Linked DNA regions of Zea mays: region 2 is linked to region 1. Evidence: chromatin contacts called from public Hi-C data. All regions are on one chromosome and are shown on one strand. Each heading gives the region's core, a stretch centred on a gene start, on an enhancer-like site or on the middle of the called end of the contact. The rest is flanking DNA. Distances are from core to core; before and after follow the strand shown.

Evidence for each region. A called contact is a pair of places that touch in the nucleus more often than the background predicts.
Region 2: a contact with region 1 is called in a Hi-C map of leaf, with 7 times the contacts expected there. The contact joins the promoter of LOC100273953 here to the promoter of LOC100275011 in region 1. A contact is called at or near these places in 3 of 25 Hi-C or Micro-C datasets (ear, leaf and tassel).

What each region holds. Positions count from the first base shown.
Region 1 is chr4:189,136,246-189,140,432 of Zm-B73-REFERENCE-NAM-5.0, forward strand. It overlaps LOC100275011, which reads right to left and starts at 1,997. Exons shown (of 23, transcript NM_001350146.1): 1 at 1,351-1,997.
Region 2 is chr4:189,295,122-189,299,308 of Zm-B73-REFERENCE-NAM-5.0, forward strand. It overlaps LOC100273953 (plastid transcriptionally active 6), which reads left to right and starts at 1,947. Exons shown (of 6, transcript NM_001148342.2): 1 at 1,947-2,528; 2 at 2,782-2,850; 3 at 2,943-3,047; 4 at 4,160-4,187. The coding sequence starts at 1,983.

The DNA of each region.
Region 1 (4,187 bases), core at 747-3,246:
AAAAAAAAAGATCTAAGGAAAACAGAACATTTACATGTACAGACAGACACTTCTTTGCCCAAGAGAATCAACAATCTTTAATGTTTATCACAGGATAACTTGAAGATCATAATGTTCAACCCCATCTTTATCGCCAAAACATCCTATCTACCAATCATATATCATGCACTCTCATGCCAACTTTGTTGCTGGAATGTCTTAAGCCTCCAGTGACATCAAAAGATTAGGGTCAGCCAACTTTTTCTTTTTCTTTTTTTTCGTGAACGCGCAGGAGAGCTGCGCATCATTAAATTAAGAGAAGAAAACAGTCCAAAATGGACCAAAGTACAATGCGTCAATGCCACAATAGGCCAAACACAAGACCACCAATTCCTGCTATGCACTTCACCAGTGGCTACTAATTGACACAATCCAGGCTTTACCTATGTTTTAATCTAGGCAAAACTGAAAGTGGGATATTAGCAAAATGGTTCATAGAAGGTGCTAGAGGCAAATTCCCATTTAAACTATAGCAACACGGTAATGCTAGATCTAGATGTAATGCGAGCAAATCAATGATAGTAGTATCTCACTAGGAACTTGAAGGGGTGGCATTCATTATGAATGTGATAGTACCTATTCGATGCCGAAAACTTTTCAAAGATATTGCAACTTGCATTTTTTTTGTTCTATATGTATACATACGCCACCATGATCATCAAAATATTTTCATGACCAGTTGTCCAGTTAAATATCCAGAAAAATACTGCTTAGTTTTTATCCAAAACATACTAGTTGAAAGACTGGTGATCATGCCACATTTAAGTGGTCAATGACATTAAGAATTAGAATGACATGCTAGTAGATGCTACAGCCTGCAACAAACAGTTGGGTACAATATTCTTGTTTTGTATCAATTTTTATTATGAATAGAGAATTGATCGGTGTTATACAGTAAAAGAGTGATACGAAATATAATTTAGACAAGCGCCTAGCCCCGACAACATTTCAAAGCGATTAAGCAGCAGAAGATACTAGATTGTGGCAAGCCATGATTAATTCCACCATATCATTACTGTCCTGCTAGCAAGAGGAGCGAGGTTGATTTTCCGTGACTTCCGGGGTCTTTTTTAGCGAGCATAACGTATAACGGAAATTGATAAATAGTTTTCAGTTTGCAGGTATCATAATCAATTCATACGACCAGCGGTTGAACCACAATTTGTCCCTTTTAAGCTCAGTCAAGTAATTGCTATCCTGAACACACCCCCCCCCCCCCTGTACACTTCGCGCCAAATCCAGCAAACAGTCTAGTATAACATCAGTGCGAGCAGTAGGAACAGCATCTGCAAACTGCATCACATCCATTACCCGTTCCTTGGGGCGCCACTTGGAAACGAGGCCGCTGGTGGAGGCCGCTGAGGCGGCTGCGGTAGCTTCGTCAATCCCCTCGTGGCGCTGGTCGCACAGCACGACCACCTGGGACAGGTACGCCGCGGGCGCCGGCTTCTCCACCTCGGCGACCTCCAGCTCGTTCCTGGGCTCCGGCCCGTTGGCGACGGGGAGGTCATCCGCGATGTGGTTCTGGTGGCTGTGGTGGTGATGGGGCAGCGGTGGCACCGGGGCCGCGGCCGACGACGGCGAAGATGAGGAGTGGCCGAGCCTGAACGTCATGGGATCTCCCAATGCCATCGACGCTTGCTGTGCCTCGCTTCCGCACCCAGTCACACTCCAGTCACCCCGCAGTCATCATGAGGTCGGGAAGCTCGCTCACCTACATCGATCGGATCGCACAAGCGTGGCGTGTCCGAGGTGGGGAGCCAGATCAGTGAAGGGTGGGCCGGTGGGGAGACTGGGCAGAGGTTGGTAGGGGAGGGGTTTAGGGTTAGGGTTTGGATGCAGCTGGGAGATGAGAGAGAGAGAGAGGTGGCAGGGGAAGGGAAGCGGCGTCTCGATGCGTGAGGGAGCGAGGAAGCAGGCGACGCCGAGACTCGAGAGAGAACGAGAGATTGACCAGTGAAAGAAAATAAAAATCGCCATAAAGAGTATAAATAGAAATTGATTATCCCTTCCCTACTATGTTGTTGTCTTTTAAAAAAATAAAGACTCATCTTATTAAAAAAATTGTAATCACCAAAGGTCACTCGTTTTAAACAAGTATAGATGTACATGAGGCACGGACCCGTAACCCGGCCCGAGGCCCTTTTTTTTGGCCCGGTTCACGCCGGCCCGGCACGTATGGAATGGATCCGGGCGGGCACGGCCCAGTGGACCAGGTCGTGCCTGGGCCGCTGGCCACGCACGTGGGCCGGCACGGCACGGCCTGCTCCGTGCGGACAGCCCGGTCGGGGCCCGTAGCCGACACCGTGGCCAGCCGCCCCCTTAACTCCTCGGCTCCTCGCCCCATGGGCCCCACCTCTCAGTCCCTCGCACTCGCATTCGCACCTGCTCGCTCCCTGCTCCCTCTCTCTCTCTCGACTCGGCGGCGATTGACTTGGCGAATCGGCGAATCCCCCCCGACGCGGCGCCGCCCCGATCCAGCAACCTCAGCTTCCGTCCCCGACGCCGGTGACCTCGATCCACCAACTCCTCTCTAACCCTAACCCCTCTCCCCTATCCAATCCCCTCTCTCTCGGTGAACTATGTGAGTTCGTGTTGTCGTCTCGCCCTCCCCTCCGGCCCTCCCCCGCTCGACGTCGTCTCTAATCGGTCTCTGTCTGTCGTGTGTCGTCTGGGTGGCCCCGTGTTCTCCGGCATCGGGCTCCGGTAGCACAGGTAAACCCTAACCCTAATCCTAACCCTAGATCTTTCGTAAACCCTAACCCTAACCCTAACTGTATATTGTTCTGCTCTTTTGTAGGTCAGTTGTTGATGCCTCGTCTTCCTCCTCTGGGGTAGATCGAGCATGGCGACTGCGTGCTCCGTTGAGGGATGGTGCTGGAGTTCGGCCGTCCGCGGTGAAGGTCGCCATGGCGGATGATGACGATGTCAATCCGGTCACCGGCAACGACGACCTTCGCGCGGCAGGGCTTGTCCCAGATGACGAAGACGACATCGAGGCTGATGCTGTTGCTTTGCTCGGTATCGATCTAACCTCTGCTCCTGTCGATCTAAGTTCTAATCCGACCAACGCTGGTGGAGGGCCTGCTACGGCCACCGATACTCCGATCGGCTCCACCAGCACCGATGGTGGTACTGGTACCTCATATGTTGGTAAGCGTAAATCTGATCTGTGCTTTCACTGCTTTGTTCTAGTGTGCTGAGTGATTGTGAGATAGTCATTTTGTATTGTAATATACATTTGTAACAGATACAAACTTAGTGATTAAACTTTGAGCTGGCTGCACTCTTTTTTCCTTTCTAGGTTTTCTCACAAAGGTGAGTTTTACCTAGAAAGGTTTTTAATGAGGCAGCATTGCACAAAACAGCTCATTTATTATATTTGTCTATATTTTCTGCTGTTTTTTTAAACTTTGGTTAAATTTATCTATATTTTCTGCTGTTTGGGAACATTAGCGGGTTGGTGCTAGCACGGCTCGTTTTTTTTAGCGTGCCTAGCGGGCTGGCCCGGCACGAAAAGTGACCCAGAGGGCCGTGTCTGGGCCAACGGCCAGGCACGTGGGCTCTCTAGGCACGGCCCGTTCAGCCCGTATACCCGGGCCGGCCCGTTGGCTGATGGGTCGTGCTTCCCCGGGCCCGTGTCGGGTCGTGCCGGGCCGGCCTGTTGGCCATCTATATAAACAAGACGAGCGGTCAGAATTTTAAAAAAAAAATAACAATGTCATATATTAGTGAGTGGATGGAGTAGTAATTTTGGTGGGTATGGATAGTGGTCCCATCCCATTCTTTCTCTTTTTAAGAAATATTATTTTCTAATATTTGTAAGGTATTGTTTATTTTTCTGGTAGTTTTCAAATCTATTAAAACCATGTATTCTGAATTGTTTTAGATTGACCTAATTCAAATGCAAGGTGTTTCACATGTATGTGTTGCGAACCATACCCACTGCTAGATTATATTTCCTTCCTCCATCGTCAAATCAATGTATGAATCTCCTCCAAGCCGTCATGCACGTAATTAGCTCCTGTACTTGGTTTTGTGAAGTTAATGAATTTATTCTCGTGATGGCGTATATTTTATCTTGATTGACTTTGTTTTCTCTATTTCAGGTTATTAATATGAACAATTCTATGAATAGAATGCTTGAA
Region 2 (4,187 bases), core at 697-3,196, 160 kb after region 1:
GCAAGGTTTCCCAAGTTGGCTCTATAATGATACTGGTGGAGACTTCAGAACTATCCCTTGAACCGGCCATTCAGGGCCGATTTAATGGGTCTAGATGTGTTGTACCCAGCGGAGTCGCCAAAAAGTATGTTGACACCTTTTTCGGGCGCCAATCACTCAACACGAACTAGTGGTGGTGCTCTCTGCACAGGGGCGGGCGGTCCGTGGCCAGGGGCCGGACGGTCCGCGACCTGGCGTGAGGCTAGGGTTATTCTATATAAGAGTGCCTATTGAGATCGATATGATCAACAAATATTCTATAGTATTATTCTTTTTCATGACCAACAGATTTGCTAACCATTGTGGGTGGAGTGCTTTCCTAATAAATTCGATTGCTAAAAGGTGAGTAACATATGTTCAAACCTCTTTTTGTTGTGAAAGAACATATGCATCTTCTGCTTGATCGGCTTTGTAGTCAGATGAACCTTTATTTTATTCCCATACAGTTTCTTTGGGACATTAGGCATGTCATAGAGTTGGCATACAAACATGTCCCAATTGTTATGTATAAACTTGACGAGTGTATCTTCCTATTTATTGGACAGACCGACCCTAATGGTCACTATCTTGAAGATGTTGAGGAGGTCGAGCGAGACCTTCTTAGTATGCACAATTGGTCGAATGTTGAGGTTGCTTGGTTGAGGCTGGAGTTGATGATTGCGGTCTTGCACTCATCGGAGAACCCGAGGCTGATCCTTTTGGTTTCCTCAGTCGGCCGCATAGAGGTCGCAGCCGATGCTTCATTTCAGGGGATCGTGAAGCCATCCTTCGCCTGCTTGTCGTTGACCTATGTAGGGAGAGCTACCGAGGGCCCGACCGTGATAGCCGTTTATGTAGCACCTCGGAAGCACTCGGCGGCGCCTTGAAAATCGACGCGAACAGTGATGATCCCCTGAGAACCTAGCATCTTGAGTATCATGTACGAGTAATGCAGAATGACCATGAATTTTGCCAATCCCGGTCTTCCAATGATGGTGTTGTATCCATAGTCAAACTGAAAGTCGCCTAGAGGGGGGTGAATAGGCGAAACCTAAAATTTACAAACTTTAAACATGCTTTATGCCGGGGTTAGGGTTAGGAATGAATTCGGAGTGCGGAAGATTGTTTCTCTTGCTATGAGTCGCTCAATCAATGCGGATAACCTTGTGAGCAAACTCAAATCGATATGAGCAAGGGAACTTTAGAGAGAGGAGAGGGGATAAACAAATCGAGTAGAGATCAACACAAATGAACACGACGATTTGTTTACCGAGGTTCGGTTCCAAAGAACCTAATCCCCGTTGAGTAGACCACAAATACCGGGTCTATTCCAACCCTTTCTCTCTCCCAATCGGTTAAACAGACCAGTCGAGACTTCTCCTTAATCACTTGGGTTACTAAGACCCCGCAAGGATCACCACACCTTAGGTGTCTCTTGCTAGCTTTACAAAACACTTAGAAGAATTATAATGAGAAGGAGAAAACAATCCAAGCAACAAGAGCAACAAAAGGAATACAAAACTCTCTCTTTTCAAGTCACTAAGCAATTGAGTTAATCTTGAGGCTTGGAGAGGATTTGATATTTTGAATGTGTTTTGGAACGAATGCCTTGCTCAGTAACTATGAGTCGTGTGTCTATGTCGAGGATGAAATGGCACGATTTATTGAGCATATCATACATGGAGCCTTTCGAACACTTGATCTGTTGTGTCTTTTCTCTTTCAGATCTCTGGCACGGTCGTTTGTTGTGATAAGTCGGCAATATTCATTGCTATCTCCCTCCTTTTGATTTGATGTTCATTTGATATCCTGTAGTACTACTGACTGTACTGTTTGCAGGTTTGGGCTAATGGGCTGAATGCTAGTGTCCTCATGGGCCATGTGTCTAGCCGCGAAACGAGCCGGGGGTGGTATTGCTATGTGAGGGCCTCGGGCCTCCCGACCCCTCCGTCGAAGCCGCAGCCATGGCGACCACCACCACCACCACTCCACTTATCGTCTCCTTCTCGCGCAGCTGCAGCTGCCCCTATCCACACCGCCACTTCCCCGGCAAGCCCAAGCTGCCCGCACCCACCTCCTGCTCCCTCTCCCTCCGCCTCCTCGCTGCCCCCCTTGCCGTCCTGCCGCGGCGCCCGCGTGACGTGTCGGCGGCGTACGGCGACGGCGACATGGACGACGACTTCGGCGACTTCGACCCCGACGACGCGGACGGCGTCGGCGAGGACGACGACGTCGACAACGAGCAGGACTACGACGTCGACTACGACCGCCTCCTAGCTCCCGTCGTCAAGCCGCCGTCGCCGCCGGGCGCGTCGGCGTCGCCCGGGGAGGAGGGCGACATCGCCATGGTCGCCGCCGACAGCTTCGTCTCCACGCGGGATTCAGCGTCCGACACCGTCGTCGACTACGCCGTGGATGAGGACGAGTTTCACAAGATTAGGCTGCTCCACTGCGACTTCCTTATCCGCAAGGTGCCCGACCCCGACGACGACGTCTTCGACTTCAGAGAGGTATATGTAGCCATAAGACAACCTTCTCATTAGTCAGTACTACCGCTGAGCTTCCTAGTACAATTTGTGACAACTGCCTGCGGTATTTCAATCTCACCAAACCTGCTGTCCATCACTATGCTTCTGGTCAAGTGCGACATTTCATCGAACACGTGCTGGCGATGCTACCCAGATTAACAACATCACATGTACATGTCTTCTGACTCAATTGTGTGGCGCTCATCTTGCTGAGCACGGCATTTCTGCGCAACAGATGTATGTCACGCCACCGGACACCGACATCTACTCCATTCCGAGGGTTCTTGCCCCGATGCCGCAGAAGGTGGGAACACACTTTTCAGCTATTTCGCATGTCAGTTCAGATGAATGTGAAATGTCATGATGTGTGATTCTTGTTTCTCTTGTTGGGATTAGTACGCGAGGTGCACGAAGAAAAACTTTGGCCGTTACCACGTGAGCGAGCCACCAGTTGAGCATTTGCGCGATCCACTGTACAAGACAGAGAGGGAGATCATGAAGGTATGCTGGGATCTTCTTTTTTCCTGATCTCTTGACTCCCCCCCCTATTTTGCTTCTCCCTGCTAAATGTCAAGATGGAATCTGCTTTGCAAGTTACTATGCCTATCTAGCACTTACGTGTAGGCTACTGTGCTCGTGTGAAGTTGATTTAGTCAAGCATCTTGTAAAGCATTTCGCAGAGCTTTGAGTTCATCATCATGAAGCAGTTCATTTTTGGAATTTTAAATTGTTCGTTGTCCTAGTTTTGTAAATTCTGTAGACCCTAAAACGGGAATATTCAAACAGTGAATTACCTAGGTTTCTGCTCTTATACTTGGACAAAATGCAATAGTGTGCCTTTACGGTTAACTAGGAAGAAAGTAGAAAGCTTGACATCTTACAACAAAATGTAGTATCAGGGTGCTATGAGAGATTAGCACCCTGTTAGATCAGAGAAACAAGACACATTGCAGTCTAAGTTAGGGGGGTAGCACTATAGCAGCATTATATTGGGCGGCCCAGCCTGCACCGTAGTGAGAATTTACTTGTAAACAATCCCATATTTCATGTATCTTTGTTCTGAAGGCCCTAGGTCTCGTTTGTTCCAGAATGTCCCAGTCAGCTGAAATAGAAATGTCCACCTATGCTTCTGTATTGCCCTGCTTTGCTAGCTTCTGTTAAGGTCAGTTTTAACTTGATACTACCCTGGAAGGTGAGGCGTGACTGTTAATGTATACTCCCTCCGGTGTCCTATTAGTTGTAGTTTTGGACCAGGTTTGAGTCAAACTTATAAAACTTTGACTACAAATAACCGTTTTGTTATTTAGTTTTGGAACCTAATATTTATATCCATCGATTTGTCTTAAAAAGTACTTTTTTATAAAAGTATAAATGCATTAAGAAATTATTTGTATTTTAACAAAAAAAAACAACATTAGTCAAAGCTATATTTTGATGACCGTGTCGTTGTCTTAAACAACAAATAATTGGACACCGGAGGAGTAAGATGTTAAAGCTTTAATTCTTATTGTTTATGTGCATTAATGTTTGACACTGGTAAGAGGCCCCTTGTGGCCTTGTGAGTGTTTTTTTTTATATTCAGAACATATGCTGTATTTTGTTTCGCACCGCAGGTTTTCTTGACCAAGCACTACAGAAACA